Linked DNA regions of Macaca mulatta: region 1 is linked to region 2. The links are chromatin contacts, called in public Hi-C maps. All regions are on one chromosome and are shown on one strand. Each heading gives the region's core, a stretch centred on a gene start, on an enhancer-like site or on the middle of the called end of the contact. The rest is flanking DNA. Distances are from core to core; before and after follow the strand shown. Region 1 holds the start of KLHDC1 (kelch domain containing 1). Region 2 holds the start of DNAAF2 (dynein axonemal assembly factor 2).

Region 1 (2,882 bases), core at 143-2,642, 68 kb before region 2:
AAACATGACTTTTATATACACTAAGATATAAAAAAATTCGTATGACCGCGCTTTATTGCAGTGGTCTGGAACAGAACCCACCATACTTTCGACGTATGCCTGTCTGTTGGTCATTTCAATGTGATTCAGTCATGTCACAGGTCTGTCATATAATGGTAGCGAGACAGAAGATGTAGGTTCTACTATCAGTAGAACTTCCAGATGGCTTAAGAAAAAAAATCTGTAAACTAAGAGGGTTGGCATATAGTATTCCTGTTTTCCAGCTTTACCATTCTTGCTTCTATAATTCTGTGATTATGGACACACAACACACACATACGTTCAAACCTCCATTGTAACAAGAATTTTAAAGCATAATATTCCTTAGCATATTATTGCTAACATGGGTCTATTCTGAGACTAGAAAAATATTCGTAGCCATTAGTAAAGAAACACCACTAAAAATAGCTTAGAAATATTTAAATATATAGGCCAGGCACGGTGGCTCAGGCTTGTAATCCCAGTACTCTGGGAAGCCAAGGAGGGCGGATCACCTGAGGTCGCTCGAGACCAGCCTGACCAACATGGGAAACCCTGTCTCAACTAAAAATACAAAACTAACCGGGCATGATGGCACATGCCGGTAATCCCAGCTACTAGAGAGGCTGAGGCAGGAGAATCGCTTGAACCTGGGGTGGCGGAGGTTACGGTGAGCTGAGATCGTGCCATTGCACTCCAGCCCTGGGCAACAAGAGCGAAACTCCATCTCAAAAACAAAAACAAAAAAAAAAACAAAAAAAAAAATTTAAATGCTTCAGTGATTTCAATATTTTATTTCGAATCGCGCCGTGGGAATAAGGAAATATATACAAAATGATACCGCGCGGCGTCCTCGGGTCCTTCTAAGTCTGCGCCAGTATGTAAGGATAATACTTAATCGCGCTGTAACTGCCTTTGCATTGGGCAGACCCGGGTTACTGAACTGCTGGGGGTGGGGGGCGGAGAATGGAAAGACGCCCGGAGCCGGGTCTGAGGCTTTAACAGAAGTAGTAACGGCGGGACGACGTCAAGCCCTGGCGCGGCTGTGGGGGCGGCGGCCAGCGGAGGGGCTGGGGGGGGCGGCAGGCGCCGGGCGCGCCAGGCCTGGGCCGCGGCCTCGGGAGCGGGTGTGGCGGGCGCTGCGTCCGCTCAGGCCGAGCGTCTCCCGGCGCGAGTTCGCCCCGTCCCGCCTCTTCCCCTTACCACGTAGCCCCCCCACACGTAGAGGAAGTTTCCGTCCACCACGGCGCAGTGGCCGCTGCGTTCCTCCGCCACGCAGAACAGCTGTGAGTCCGCCATTCGCGCCATCGCTGGCCCGCCGCTTGCCGCGCCACAGCCCCTGCCCGCCCGGCGGCCTAGCCTCCAGTCCCGACTGCTCCACGCACGAACGGAACGCGGCGAGGGTCGAGATTGGTGGAAGGCGGAGTCAGTGCGTCTGCTACGTCCCGCGGCTTTCGCTCGGGGAGTAGAGCGAGGGGCGGCGCGGCTGCGGAGGGACGTCTGGCTCCTGGCAGTGGGGAAGGGGCCTGGGGTTCCCACGCGCAGATTCCTTCTCTCTTGGAATTGTGTTTTGGCAGTACAGCCTCATTTAGTAGTCAGTCTGTAGTCAAATTCCTTGATTATCTCAAAATGTCGTTTCTACAGTTGGTTTGTCCAGCATTGTAATTCGTTGTTAACGCTTTATGTCTTTTTTACTCTAGAATAGCTTCTCTCCCTTCTCTCTTGTGCCATTGGTTTGTTATATGGATTAGTTTTCTTATTTTCCTACAGCCTTCTGGGTTTGGTTCCTCAATGTCCTTTCTCATTAACTTGTGCAAGCTTTCCCCATATTTCTTTTAGGCTGGAAGCTGTATCTAAAAGCTTTATTAGATTCTAGTTCAGATTTTTTTTTTTTTGAAAATACTTCATATTGCATCACATTAGAAGGCACTTAAGTGTGGTGCAACTTAATGATACTTTCTATTGTTTATTTTTGATGACACAAATAAACAGAGTATCTGCTCCTTTTCTTACACAAAAGGAAGTATATACAGTGTTCCTTAACTTGCTCTTTTCACTTGACGATCCATATCAGGGTACAGCGGTCTCCTCAGTCCTTTTTTTAGCTTCATAGCACTCCACTGATTGGAGGTGTCATAGCTTATTCAAACAGGTTATTGATGGACATATCGGTTATTTCCAGGTTTTTTGGCTATCATAAATAATGCTGCGATGAATAACGTTATGCATATGTTATTTTGTATTTGTAGAAGCCTATCTTTGGAGTGGAGTTCTAGATGTGGAATCCTATTTAACTTTACAAGATGTAACTGGATTTCCCTCAATAGGAGTTGTGTGCCGTGCGCAGTGGCTCACGCCTGTAATCTCACCCCTTTGGGAGGATGGGGTGGGCGGATCACTTGAGCTCAGGAGTTTGAGACCAGCCTGGCCAACCTGGGCAATCCCGTCTCTACTAAAAATGCATAAATTAGCATGGTGGCGCATGCCTGTAATCCCAGCTACTTGGGAGGCAAAGGCAGGAGAATCGCTTGAATCCAGGACGTGGAGGTTGCAGTGAGCCGAGATCGCGCCACTGCACTCCAGTCTGGGCGACAGAGCAAGATTCCTTCTCAAAAAAAGAAAAAAGAAAAATTCAAGATAGACAAAAGTGACCTATGGTAATAGAAAGCAGAAAAGTGGTTATTTGGGAGTAGGGAGGCGGAGGGGATTGATAAAAAGGAGTACAGGAAGTGTTCTGGAGTGATGAAAATGTTCTACTGTATCTTGATTGAGGTGGTGGTTACATAGGTGTATACATTTATCAAAATGCATTGAACTGCATACAGATATGTGCATTTTACTTAGTGTAAACTATGTGTCAATTA
Region 2 (3,218 bases), core at 459-2,958:
GTGTGGTGGCTCACGCCTATAATCCTAGCACTCTGGGAGGCCAAGGTGTGAGGATCATCTGAATCCAGGAGTTGGAGACCAGCCTGGGCAACACAGTGAGAACCCTATCTCTACAAAAACTTAAAAAATTAGCCAGGCATGGTGGCGCATGCCTGTAGTCCCAGTTACTTGGGAGGCTGAGGCAGGAGTACTGCTTGAGCCCCGGAGAGGTTGAAGCTGCACTCCAGCCTGGGCAACAGAGTGAGACCCTGTCTCAAAAATATATACATACATACACAAATGAATAAATGGTGTTGATACAATTGCACAACTGCTTTCTAAAAAGATTTTACTAAAGTCTACTCCCACCCCAAGGAAACACAGTAACTATAAGGATCTTTGCTATTTTGGTAGTTTAAATGTGGTATATTTGCATTTTTATTATTAATGTAGTCTTATATGTTCACGGGCCACTGGCAATTGTTTATGAACACCCTGCCCATATGTCTTGCCCTAAATGAGTTTTTACTGGGTAAATATTATAGTGGAATCGCCAGAAAATGCAAAGGAGGAACACTGAGATTGAAAGGTTGGCCGGGCGCCATCGCTCACGTCTGTAATCCCAGCATTTTGGGAGGCCGAGGAGGGTGGATCACCTGAGGTCAAGAGTTCAAGACCAGCCTGGCCAACATGGTAAAACCCCATCTCTACTAAAAATACAAAAATTAGCCCGGCGTGGTTGCAGGCACCTGTAATCCCAGCTACTTGGGAGGCTGAGGCAGGAGAATTGCTTGAACCCGGGAAGCTAAAGCTGCAGTGAGCCAAGATCTCGCCACCGCATGCCAGCCTGGGAGACAGAGTGAGACTATCTCAACAACAACAAAAAAGATTGAAATGTTGGTTTAGCAAAGTGAAAAACGCAGATAAACTTAGGTTTGGATTCGCCTGTTGAATACACTGGCTATGTGACCTTGGTTCAACTTCTCAGGTCCCATCTTGTTTGTGAAAGGGGGATGAGGTTTTTATCTTTTAGTGGTGTGAGCAATGAATGGGATAATGCACGTAATGCTGGAAATTATGACAGTTACTACGATAGTTATTCTGCAGAAGTAAGTAACTGCACTATGGCACAGGAATCTATAAAACAGAGAAAGTACAGCGGTGAGTTAGTTTGAAGAATCTAAGAGGGCTATTTCTGGCATTTCCACTATTCCACCATTATTTCCTTTTTTTTTTTTTTTTTTTGAGACGGAGTCTCGCTCTGTTGCCCAGGCTGGAGTGCAGTGGCGCGATCTCGGCTCACTGCAAGAGCTCCGCCTCCCGGGTTCACGCTATTCTCCTGCCTCAGTCTCCCACGTAGCTGGGACTACAGGCGCCCCCTAGCCCGGCTAATTTTTTTGTATTTTTAGTAGAGACGGGGTTTCACCGTTTTAGCCAGGATGGTCTCAATCTCCTGACTTCGTGATCCGCCCACCTCGGCCTCCCAAAGTGCTGGGATTACAGGCCTGAACCACGCGCCCAGCCTATTCCACCAAGATTTCTACCCCTCCTCCCGAATGTTAGTGGTGTCACTATGGCAACAAGCACGCGCTGCTCAAGGCTCAATTTTCCAGCCGTTACTGATCTCCACCGCGTCACTCTCGGCTGCCAAGAGACTCTGAGGCGGATCCCCCAAGCCAGTCTCAGATTGATCCCCCTTGGCCAGAGGGCGAGAAGCCACAGGGCAGTATGGCCAAAGCGGAGGCCTCCTCGTCGCTGGAGGACTTAGACCTGAGTGGAGAGGAGGTCCAGCGGCTCACCTCCGCCTTCCAGGACCCGGAGTTCCGGCGAATGTTCTCCCAGTACGCCGAGGAGCTCACCAACCCGGAGAACCGGCGGCGCTACGAGGCGGAGATCACCGCGCTAGAGCGTGAGCGCGGGGTGGAGGTGCGGTTCGTGCACCCGGAGCCGGGGCACGTGCTGCGCACCAGCCTGGACGAGACACGGCGCTGCTTCGTGAACGTCTGCAGCAATGCGCTGGTGGGCGCGCCCAGCAGCCGGCCCGGCTCCGATGACGACCGGGGAGCAGCTCCTGGCAGTCACTGGTCCCTGCCCTACAGCTTGGCGCCAGGCCGTGAGTACGCGGGGCGCAACAGCAGCCGATACATGGTCTACGACGTGGTCTTCCATCCAGACGCGCTAGCGCTGGCCCGGCGGCACGAGGGCTTCCGCCAGATGCTGGACGCTACGGCCCTGGAGGCAGTCGAGAAGCAGTTCGGCGTGAAGCTGGACCGCAGGAATGCCAAGACCCTGAAAGCCAAGTATAAGGGGACCCCCGAGGCTGCGGTGCTGCGCACACCCCTGCCCGGGGTCATCCTGGCCAGGCCTGAGGAGGAGCCGAAGGGTCCTCTCCCGGACTTCCCCTACCCCTACCAGTACCCGGCAACCTCCGGGAACTCTGCAACCCACGGGCCCCGGGTGCCCTCCCCTCCGGAAGCGGCCTTGCAGCCCGCCCCCACTGAGCCCCGCTACAGCGTGGTGCAGCGCCACCACGTGGACCTCCAGGATTACCGCTGCTCCCGGGACTCAGCCCCGAGCCCCGTACCCCATGAGCTGGTGGTCACCATAGAACTGCCGCTGTTGCGCTCGGCCGCGCAGGCGGCGCTGGAGGTGACGGGAAAGCTGCTGTGCCTCGACTCAAGGAAACCCGACTACCGGCTGCGACTATCGCTCCCGTACCCAGTGGACGACGGCCGCGGCAAGGCACAATTCAACAAGGCCCGGCGGCAGCTGGTGGTTACGCTGCCAGTGGTACTACCGGCCGCGCGCCGGGATCCCGCCGTCGCCGGCGCAGTCGCCGCCGCCACGCCGGAAGAGTCCTTGGACCCGTCCGGAACTGATGGCCAGGCCTGCACTTCCGTTCACGAGGGGGAGGCGGGACCCGTGGGGAGTCCCGCCGAGGACGGAGGCCGCGATACCTGCGTGGCTGGGGCTGCGAGCTCTGGGGTCACCACCGTGGGCTACCCCAAGGTGGCGTCCCCGCCGGCCGGCGCTGGAGAGGAACGTGTCCCCAAGCCGGGGGAGCAGGACTTGAGCACGCACGCGGGGTCGCCGCCGGGCAGCGTGGAGGAACCATCTTCCGGAGGAGAGAACTCACCTGGTGGCGGAGGCTCCCTTTGTACGTCCTGCCGGGGCCTTGCCTGGGAGTCTTATGCGGGAAGAGAGAGTGCGCGCGGAGATACCGGTGTGGAGACGCGCGC

The links. A called contact is a pair of places that touch in the nucleus more often than the background predicts.
Region 1: a Hi-C map of liver shows a contact between it and region 2, with 4 times the contacts expected there. The contact joins the promoter of KLHDC1 here to the promoter of DNAAF2 in region 2. A contact is called at or near these places in 4 of 14 Hi-C or Micro-C datasets (CD4 T cells, cortical neurons, fetal cortex germinal zone and 1 more).

What each region holds. Positions count from the first base shown.
Region 1 is chr7:122,919,545-122,922,426 of T2T-MMU8v2.0, reverse strand. KLHDC1 (kelch domain containing 1) reads right to left here and starts at 1,392. Exons shown (of 13, transcript XM_015143652.3): 1 at 1,222-1,392. The coding sequence starts at 1,326. POLE2 (DNA polymerase epsilon 2, accessory subunit) reads left to right here and starts at 1,116. Exons shown (of 19, transcript XM_028851535.2): 1 at 1,116-1,304.
Region 2 is chr7:122,851,923-122,855,140 of T2T-MMU8v2.0, reverse strand. It overlaps DNAAF2 (dynein axonemal assembly factor 2), which reads left to right and starts at 1,708. Exons shown (of 2, transcript XM_002805231.4): 1 at 1,708-3,218. The coding sequence starts at 1,708.